Linked DNA regions of Sus scrofa: region 2 is linked to region 1. Evidence: chromatin contacts called from public HiChIP or PLAC-seq data. All regions are on one chromosome and are shown on one strand. The core of a region is the stretch at or near the end of the contact, and the rest is flanking DNA. Distances in the headings are between cores, read along the strand shown. Region 1 holds the start of DVL3 (segment polarity protein dishevelled homolog DVL-3). Region 2 holds the start of EIF4G1 (eukaryotic translation initiation factor 4 gamma 1).

Region 1 (5,170 bases), core at 1,066-3,565:
CCGACTAGGAACCATGAGGTTGCGGGTTCGATCCCTGCCCTTGCTCAGTGGGTTAACGATCCGGCGTTGCCGTGAGCTGTGGTGTAAGTTGCAGACGCGGCTCGGATCCCGCGTTGCTGTGGCTCTGGCGTAGGCCGGTGGCTACAGCTCCGATTAGACCCCTAGCCTGGGAACCTCCATATGCCGCGGGAGCGGCCCAAGAAATAGCAACAACAACAACAACAGCAGACAAAAAAAAAAAAAAAAAAAATTTCCCCCGACTGATCACCCTGCAGTGAAGCCTGCTAGTAAATAAGCCTTGTCTGTGGACAAAGCTTCCAGAGTTTTCTTATCTCACTCTTAAATGTGAATAGACTGTTAAGGATCAGTAACCATTTGAGGAAATTTCTAACATGAAAAGCAGAGACCAAAACAAAATTCAAACCAAGGAAACTGACAAGGTAAGAAGCTTTTTGAAAACTTTAGGATGAGGGGAGAAGGTACTATTCTCAAAACTCAGGGAAGATATTGTATCTGTGAATAATGTGCTGTGAAAAGGAATAATTGGAGAACAATTCTGCAATTGTTGTGTACACATATTACCTTGATAAAAAAGTAAAGAAAAAGTAAGGATCCGGCATTGCCATGAGCTGTGGTGTAGGTCGCAGACTCGGCTCAGATCCTGCGTTGCTGTGGCTGTGACGTAGCCTGGGAGGTGTAGTTCCAATTAAACCCCTAGCCTGGGAACCTCCATATGCTGCAGGTGCAGCCCTAAAAAGACAAAAAAAGAAAGGGTATGAAAATAAATAAGATAATGTGCAGGGGCTAGCAAATAAGTAGAATTGCTTAAGTCAAAACTTTAGCCAAGGAGTTCCTGCTGTGGTGTGAGATGGGAGATATCTCTGTGTAGGTTCCATCCTGGTCCGGCTCAGTGGGTTAAAGGATTCAGCATTGCAGAAGTCTGTAAAAGTAGGTAGAGGTTAGAATGGAGAACTTGGACTATCACGCTAAGGACATTTGGAAGGCATTAAGGAATGTGGAGAGGTTTCTGAGCCAGAGGTGTCTGAAAGAGGTCCTTAATCTTGAAATGCTATGTTGGCAACAGTAAACAAAATGTTACTGTCATCTTAAAGGACTGATGTAATCTGGTCCCAGTCTACCTTTCCACCCATCTCCCACAATCACTGTAGTCACAATAACCTTCATCTTGTTTCTCAGAAGTTGATTCTTTTTTTTCAGCCATGCCCTTAGCATGCGGAAGTTCCCTGGCCAGGGGTCGAACCCACACCATAGCAGTGGCCTGAGCCACAACAGTGACAACACCGGATCCTTAACCTGATAGGCCATCAGGGAACTTCTGGCAAGTCTGTGCTTGCCTTGAGTCTTTATACTTGGCTGTGCCCTCCACATGGAATGCTCTTTCCCCCAGACCAGACCTTCTTATAGCTGTTTCCTTGTCAGTTCTAGGTCTTCACGCAAATGGAAGAGGCCTTCTCTGACCACCCATATTCTTCTACACTGTTACGTGACTACATTTTATCTTTCATAGCATTTGTCAGTCTAAAGTTACTTACTCACAAGGCTCTGTGCCTCCGTCCAAGTGAGTGAAGGTCGTGAGAGCAACCTTGTCTGTCTTGTTTTGCTATAGATCACTAAGTATGCCTTGCACATTAGTAGGTAAGAAGATGTTAGGAATGAATTATACCTAGTTCTGGTCTGAGACTTCATGTCCCAGTCAGACACACATCTTCATTCTTATACTCATTCTGCATTCAATCCATTTATTAAATCACTACACTACACCTGGTAGTACTGAGGTTTTAAGAGGGAATCAGAACTCTTGTTCTGTCCACAAGAAGTTCAGTTTGGTAGACTCAAGGACAGCATCTATGCTGCTCAATAGACCCCAAAAGGCCATGTCGAGGCCACTTTCTTACAGAGATACATGGTCAGAACTGCGGCCTTACACCCCCCCTTTCTCTGGGAAGCGAAGCCACCCCTGCATTATATTCCTCCCCAGCTGCAGAAGAGCAGCCGATCTCCCTTGGGTCCAGAGCCTGGGCCTTGAAGAGTTCCGAAACACAGCCATCCTGGAAAGATATGTCTTCCTCTGTGGGGGCCTAGGCGGCCGCCTCCACACTCCCCACGAGCCTGGGATGGGAGCTTGGGAGCCGTGCACCCCACCCCCCGGGAGGGTGGGCGGGGTGTCCGCTGGGTCCGGCGGAGGGCTAGGCCATCTGCCGCGAAGCCAGCGCGGCTCGGCGGCGGCCGGGGGCGGGGCCGCGCCGGGGCGGAGCCGCGCCGGGGTCGGGGGAGGGGAGCGGACCGGGCCGCTGCCCAGAGCCTGGAGGGCCGCGGCCACCGGAAGAGTCGCAGTCGCCAGCCGAGCCGGGAGAGTGGGGAGCGGAAGCGGCGGCCGCGACGGCAGCAGGCGGCGCTGGGACCCGGGAGCGGCCGGAGAACAAGGGAGCTGGCGCCGCGGCCGGCCGCGGAGCTGGGCTGAGCCGCTGGGCCGCGCCGAGCGCCGTCGCCGCCCGAGAGGCCCGGCCCGGCCGCCCGAGCAGGCAGCGCGCGGGCCGCCGGGCCCGAGGCCGGAGCCATGGGCGAGACGAAGATCATCTACCATCTGGATGGGCAGGAGACGCCGTATCTGGTGAAGCTGCCCCTGCCCGCGGAGCGCGTCACCTTGGCGGACTTTAAGGGCGTTCTGCAGCGACCCAGCTATAAGTTCTTCTTCAAGTCTATGGACGACGATTTCGGGTGAGGATGGCCCCGCCTCGCCTCCGGGGGACCCCGGCTCCTCTGGCTTCTAGGGGCCCACTCCGCCAGTTTGGACTCCCCTTGCTCCACTGGCTTCTAGCCCTACTCTGGATTCTAGAGGAGACTCGGCCATTTGGTCCCCGTTGGCTCTTTGAGAGGCTGGACTTCCAGCCCTCTAGGGACTCTCCTACCCCCTCCTGTGGGGGACCTTGGCCCCCTCGTTTAGGGGGAACAAACATCCAACTCCCTAAGACCAATCAGTTCCAGCCCAGTCAAGCCCCTTCACCTCTTCAGAGACCATCAGCCCACACAGACAGACACACCCCCCCTCCACCCGGTGCCAGAGCACAGTCCCCAGCCCCTCCTCCTGCCTACGGAGCCACCTCGCTAGTAGAGACTCGGGGTGTTTGGTATTCGCCTTCCCCTTCTCCATCTTTTCAGCTCCACAACTGAGAGCCATATTTGGAGTAACCCACGTCTAAGGGCTATGCTGTGGGACTTTGAACTGGCTGGGGGTGCTCAGGCTGTAAGCCAAGGCCTGCAGCCCTAATGTTTATTTAGCTGTGTCCCCTGTCCCTTGTGGGCTGTTGGGGCTGTTGTCAGGGAGCAGAGTGCCTCAACCCTGAGGCGTCCCCACTAGCCCAGGTGCTGATTTCCTGGCAGAACCAAGGCCTTTTTCCTCCAGATGGTGACCAAGGGGGAGACCTTAGAAAGGGCCTCGGAGTCTGGACCAGAGGGCCAGGAAGGTTCTCTTGGTGTTCATCTTCCCTCCTGGGGTGGGGGTGGGTGGGGGGTGTCTTCTCTACCCAGCTGCAGGGCTTTGGCCAGGAGGAGTTTGGAAGCAGTGGCTTCCCCTTTAAGAGGGGATGGAATGTTGGAGCCCGGAAGGTTCTGTAGCAGCTGGCCTGGGAGGGGGAGCCTGGCAGATCCCCTCACCACCCCCCAACTCCCAGGGGACTGGGGGAGGGGGAGGCCCCCACACTAGTCTACCCCACACTAACTGGGCACTGGGCCTGGAGGCCTGTGGGGAAGGCCTTCCTGGGCCCTCCAGGCCTGAAGGCCGCCTCTCCAGCGGTAGCCTGAGGCCTACACCGCTCTTTGGAACTGAGGCCCAGAGCTGAGTGAGGGGAGACATTCTTCTCCCCAGAGTTCATCAGCCTGGCTTCTCTCCAAGGACCCCCGCCCTCCTGGCTCTGGTACCTTCTCTGTCTTCTGCCTGGCGTGTTTTGCTGTCACCTTTCCCCCTGGAACTCTGGGTTTGATGAGCCCGTGAGATCATATGTGTGAAAGTGCTTTGTACAGTGGGAAGTGCTATGCAGCTTCTAACTATTCTTGTTCCTGTTGTTGTTGTTTTTCCTGCCTTGGGGTGGGTACTCCTGTGTAGTAATGATTGTCTGGCTTCAGTCCTGAGATAGACACCTCTGATTGGAAGATTCTGAAGAGGGATCGATCTATCGGCAAGGGGTGGAAGTGAGGGAGGGGCAGTGTGGTCGCCTCGGCCTGGTAAGAGAAGAATGGAGTTCGAAGAGACTAAAATACTGCCTCAGGGTATGGAATAGGGGAAAATCAGCCAGAGTCCAGTGCACTGGGGCCAGGTGCTTTGAGGGACTAGGTCAAACCTGTGTCTCCACTCCCTACTCATCACAGAGCCCACTGGGCCTAACCCCTACCTCCTAAACCTAGATCTCTGTGGGCTGTCTCCCACTCTCCCCAGACTGCTGTCAAGCCAGGCCTAACTGTAGTCACAGGGGGTCCCCATTTCATCCTCTCACTGTTGATTTAATATTCTTTAAATACGCTGTCAGTCCACTCACTCTTTCTTCGTTTGACCAAATCAACAATATGAACCACAGGTCTGATTTGCTGTTTATATTTCTTTCTAAAATATGTTAAAAATAAATATTTAACTCGAATTAAACATTCATTCAGGTATACCTAAAGCCATCTTGCATTCATCAGTGGTACTTGAACTTGAACCATCCTATGTAAAATATTAGAGTAGGCCATTTTAGCATGGTTGCGAACAATAGTAAAAGCAAAGTAGAGATTGATTTTGTCTTTAGCTCCAGAAGGAGTAATGAGCAAGAGACCTGATTGGGCTATCTTGTCACAGAGGACTAATAGCTGAGGAATATATATATATATTTCATTTATTTATCATACTCTCTGTGGTGCTGACAGTGTGCAACATGGTCTAAATGACTTTCAAATCTTTACTCATTCAATCCTCTTAACAACCCTAAGGAATAGGTAGTAATACCCCCAGTTTATAGATGAGAAAACTAATGCACAGAAAATTAAGTAACTTACCCAAGGTCACACAGCTAATAAGTGGCAGAGGGGTTTTTTGTTTTTTTGTCTTTTTAGGGCCACACCTGCAGTATATGGAGGTTCCCAGCCTAGGGGTCCAGTCAGAGCTATAGCTGCCAGC
Region 2 (5,170 bases), core at 1,613-4,112, 130 kb after region 1:
TCCCAGATTTCCTGGTTAGGCCCGCCTATTCACCACATGTGTAATTTCCTGGGCCAGGGATCAAATTCTTACCACAGTATCAACCCAAACCACTGAGGTGATACCACTGGGTCCTTAACCTGCTCTGCCACAAGGGATCTCTGGTAGTACCTTGGTTCTGACTGTTGTTCAAGAGTGATTTCTGAGCTGGGAACGAATTGGCATGTAGGCAGTAATTGATTTTTATTTATAAGTTTGCTTAGGGAGAAAGAGAAATGAGAAGACCAGAGAAGGGAGCCAGCCAGTCAGACATGATAAAGTCACAGAACTCAAATGAAGAGCATCACAGAGAACACTCTAGATCTTTCATTTTTCTATGGTTCCTCCTCTATGTGTCTATTCTGCTCTCCTTTCTTTGGAGCATCAGTTACTCATCCAATGGGAATAATGATACAATCCATTTTGTAAGAAGTTGTAAGGATTGAGATCACAAGGGTCATATATTCAGAGTGACCAGTTCATCATTGGTGCCAAAGAAATTGTTTTCCTGTGAGATTATATGTGTTTGGATACAGAAGGGGGCAGATGTGGAGGAGAGAGAAGAAATAGCCTTTGCTAGGCACCTAGGCACTGTTTTAAGCACTTTCACAGGAATTAACTCCTTTAAATCCTCACAATGGTGGGTAAAAGTTCAAACTTGAGCTAGACTGCCTAGTTTCAAGTATTTCCTTTTTTTTTTTGTCATGCCCATGGCTTCCTGCAGTTTCTAATTTCTAAGCTAGGGATCAAACCTGTGCCACAGCAGTGACACCAGCCAATGCAGCTGAGCCACACAGAAACTCCAAATAGTTCCATTTTACAACCTATAAGTAAGTAGTAGAGTTTGGATTAAATTCTGGGGCTGACTAGGAGTAAGTAGATTTGACTCTAGTATGTCCCTTCAGGCAGTTTAAAATCTTTTGGCTACTGGGCAGGGAGGGGTCTTGGGATTACTTGTTCCACCACTATTTGAAGTTTGTGTGATTGCTTTTAGTTCCTCCCTGGGAATGGCCGATTTTTATTCTTTATAAAAGACAAATCTAGTAGTTCCCTTATTAAAGATCCCACGTTGTCACTGCAGCGGCTCGGGCTGCTACTGTGGCACGGATTCCATCCGAGGTCAGGGGACTTCCATATGCTGGAAGATGTGGCAAAAAAAAAAAAAAAGAGACAAATTTACTAATTCCCTAGTTAGAATGTTTCAATCCTTATTAAACATATAAACATTCAGTTTAATAAGTCTTTTATTGATCTAATCTACATTACTTTCAAAGGCTGCCTAACGTGTGTTTCTTTCCGCATTTGTACCATGATTTACTTCGGCAGGACTGAGTCTTTAATTTCAGTATTCTCAGCCCCCTGCCAGCACTTAGCCTAGCATTCAGTATGCACTCAATAAATGCCTGCTCAAAGTATGAATGAACTAAAGAATCGCGGAACTGAGTCGCAGAGGGGGATCGGTCTGGGAATTCCAAAGTTCGGGAGGGGACACGGGGGCGGGCAGTGGCTGTCACATGACTAGGCGGGGCAAATCCCATGTGCTTCGCGGCACCGGGCAAGGCTCCGCCCTCTGCGCCGGTCACGTGGGGGCGCCGGCTGCGCCTGCGGAGAAGCGGTGGCCGCCGAGCGGGATCCGTGCGGGGAGCCGGAAATGGTTGTGGACTACGTCTGTGCGGCTGCGTGGGGCTCGGCCGCGCGGACTGAAGGAGACTGAAGGTAAAGCCGCCATGTCCGGGCCCGACCCGGCCCCCCCATCCCCTCCCCCCGCATCCGCCGCCATCCGGGCCGGGACCGGCTACCCTGCGCCGCCTCCCCGGCGCCCTGGCTCCTCGGCCCAAGCCCGGGCCCCGGGCCGCCAGGGCCCGATCCCCGGCCCACGTGTGCCCGGCCTGGCCCGGCCTGGCTGCTGGGTGGGGGTGGGGGAGCGCGGGGCCGGAATATGCGGTCCCCGCGGGCTGGGAGGGCGCCGGGTTTCCCGGCTGCTAAGTGCCACCTCGGCCCGACCCGAGGAGGCCCTACGGGCGCAGGCACCGCGACTCCCGGCCCGCCGCCCCCTCCCCCCTTTGCGGCCCGGCCGCCGGGAAGTGACACGTTGTTCTTTGGCACTGGCCGGCGCTGCGCAGGGAGGGCGCAGGGGAGGGAGGCGGCGGCGGCGGGCAGGGAGGAGCCCCCGGCCCCGCCCGCCCTCCAGGCCGACCCTCACTTGCTTCAAACCGGCTCTTCTTCGGCCGCCGCCCGCCTGGCCTTTTACGGCCCGACTGCCGCTTTTCCTGGCCTCCACTCCTGGGCGGCGGCAGGCCTCGCCTCTAGCCCCGTGCGGGTGCACCCGCGGCCACCCGCGGCAGGCGTGCCTTGTGTGCCCCTGGGCCAGGCCCCGAACCCGGTGTCCCCGGGTGGGGGGTGGGGACACCACGGCCGAAGCTGCTAGCTCCGTTTGTGATCCGGGAGCCTGGTGCCAGCGAGACCTGGAATTTCCGGTCTGGTTGGTCTTGGGCCCCGCGGAGCCAGGTTGATACCCCCCACCTCCCAACCCCAGGCCCTCGGATGCCCAGAACCTGTAGGCCGCACCGTGGATTTATTCTTAACCGAGGGGGTGAGTGAGGGGCTGTTTCAGCAGATCAGGGGGGGTGGTTGGAGCTGCGGGTCTGACAAGGTGTCGGTGGGGACATAGGCTGGGTTTTATGCTCCTTCACCTTTTTGGCGATTCCGGGGCTTGTTGTGGGACCCAGACCTTGCTTCATCCCTCCCCCACTCCATTTGCCTTAAGCTTGGGTCCCTTCCCCTTTCCGAGCTCCGCTCTTTCCCAACAGGTGCTGGGGGGACCCTGATGTGGCACCAAATGAAATGAACAAAGCTCCACAGCCCACAGGCCCCCCACCTGCCCCATCCCCTGGACTCCCACAGGTAATTAGGGAGGAATTAGCAGCAACTGGGGTGGGGGTGGGGGAGACCAGGCAGCCGGGTCAGGAACAGGTTCCAACCTCTGGATTTTCCCACCCCCTTCTGTGTCAGGGCAAAGTGCAGCTTCCTGCTGCCAAATTGAGGCAGGGCCCCGGGGCTGTTCTTAGGGGCTGTCTTGGGGAGGGTATATGTGGACTGTTGAGGCTCTTGCCACAGCTCTGCTCCCCTTACTTCACCAGCTTGAGTTTCTGCCCCACCTGGGTTTCCCCTCTTGCTGAATTCTGGTCTCCCCCCTTCAGCCAGCGTTTCCCCCGGGGCAGACAGCACCGGTGGTGTTCAGTACGCCTCAAGCGACACAAATGAACACGCCTTCTCAGCCCCGCCAGGTGAGGGGCTGTGGGGAGGGGAGTAGGGGGCCTGGGTGGGAACCATGTGAAGCTTAGGCCAGTTTGGGCCTAGGATGGAAACTATGGAGGCCTTGTACCTGCCCCAACTTCCTGACAGTTGCTTTCATGCGGTTCTGCACTTTGCACTGTTGATTACTTACGGTGGCTGGCCCCTTGGAGTATGTAGTTGGTGGGGATGGCATTCCTAGGGGTCCTGGTGCCTTGGGGGCAGTGCTTTGGGCCCTGCTGCCAACTCCTGCTTTCCTGTTTTCTTTTACTGGGAGGTTGCCATTGCTCCATTCCCCATCCATCTTTCTCTTTTGGACTGTGGCAAGATAAACACTCCAGCTAGTTCTTGCCTTTCTCTGTTCCCTAAATTCTTCCTCACAAGTGGGAGAGGATTCTTGTCCTGCTTCCTTCATTTTCTTTCCCTCCTCATCACCTTGGGGATAATTCTTTTCTTTCCTGTCCCCATGTGCTCTCAGGGAGGATTCAGGTCTCTGCAGGTAATACCCCATTGCTAATCCTGAACTCTCTCCGGGTCTCACCCTTACACTCTGCCCTAGTCAGGGGCTAGACTCAGTCTGGGTCCTCAGTCTGAGGCTGACCGATGCATGTTAGGGGCTAAATCTTGTGTAGTTCACATCTGGGAACTGGGAGACTGTTGCATGTTAGCGGTGAGCTCCTCAGTACCTTAGGGTGGAGCAGTGCATGCTGGGGAGTATGTTGCTGAAAAAGGCTTTACTTAGGCATGATGCATCTGGGTGTTAGGAAGCCTCTGCTGAAGGATAGCCTGGTGAGGTGATCTGAGTATGCATGGCAGGGAGGGAGTAAATATACAGAGTGCCAAGTGTATACCTGAGTTTGGAGGGCGTATGTGAGTATAAGAGGCCACTTAGCCATCACTTGGTCAAGTGAGTCTTGGAAGTGTTGGTCTTCATGCTCCAAAGCCCCTGGTACTTCTCTCCTGACTAGAGACATAGTGGAATGGCCCTTTTGCTGTCCACCTCCTCCCCTTCCCATTGCCAACTGCCTTCCTCCCTCCTGACAGCACTTCTACCCTAGCCGGGCCCAGCCCCCGAGCAGTGCAGCCTCCCGAGTGCAGAGTGCAGCCCCTGCCCGCCCTGGCCCAGCTGCCCATGTCTACCCTGCTGGATCCCAAGTAATGATGATCCCTTCCCAGATCTCCTACCCAGCCTCCCAGGGGGCCTACTACATCCCTGGACAGGTGAGGCTGGAGGCTTGGGGGCTGGAAGCCACAGAACCTTGTACCCTCCCACCCTCCCCCCTCCCCTCCAGTCCCATCTCTTCTCCAGAGGTGGGACTTCCTTCTGGTCATTGCCTAGAGTTGGCTTGTCCTGTCTTGTCCTACATACTCTTTGTAGTCTGATATGGTCTTCATAGCTCCCTTAACTCCTTCATTCTCATCCTCCCCTTTCCCCTCCACCAGGGGCGTTCCACATATGTTGTCCCGACACAGCAGTATCCTGTGCAGCCGGGAGCCCCAAGCTTCTATCCAGGTGCAAACCCTACAGAGTTTGGGACCTACGGTAAGCAGGGGAGGGAGTTAGGTGAGAGTGAGTCCCAGGGAACATCTAAACTTGCTTACTAATTCCTAAGACCCTTCCCAGGTTTGTCTCTTGGTCTAAAAATGGTAGAGGTAGTAGGGATTGGTGCTTAATATGTAATTGGTGTGGGGGTGGCGGGAGAGGGTCTTATAGTATCGCTGAGAGTTGGGAGTCCTCCCCACATCAAGGAGTATAGTTCAGGCACCAGTTTGAGGGCCTTTGAGTAAATATTCCCTGTGACACTCATTCCATGCTTGGGGGGAGCCCATGTAACATGGATTTGGGAAGTTTTTGTAG

The links. HiChIP or PLAC-seq counts read pairs in DNA pulled down with a chosen protein or histone mark.
Region 2: an H3K27ac HiChIP or PLAC-seq map of alveolar macrophages shows a contact between it and region 1. The contact joins the promoter of EIF4G1 here to the promoter of DVL3 in region 1. A contact is called at or near these places in 3 of 5 promoter capture datasets (fetal skeletal muscle and liver), 6 of 47 Hi-C or Micro-C datasets (embryonic fibroblasts, heart right ventricle, liver and 1 more) and 1 of 2 datasets of contacts at active chromatin or transcription factors (alveolar macrophages).

The regions. Positions count from the first base shown.
Region 1 is chr13:122,073,539-122,078,708 of Sscrofa11.1, forward strand. It overlaps DVL3 (segment polarity protein dishevelled homolog DVL-3), which reads left to right and starts at 2,316. Exons shown (of 16, transcript XM_021069945.1): 1 at 2,316-2,739. The coding sequence starts at 2,579.
Region 2 is chr13:122,201,925-122,207,094 of Sscrofa11.1, forward strand. EIF4G1 (eukaryotic translation initiation factor 4 gamma 1) reads left to right here and starts at 2,863. Exons shown (of 31, transcript NM_001246253.1): 1 at 2,863-2,922; 2 at 3,219-3,305; 3 at 4,357-4,533; 4 at 4,756-4,855. The coding sequence starts at 2,863.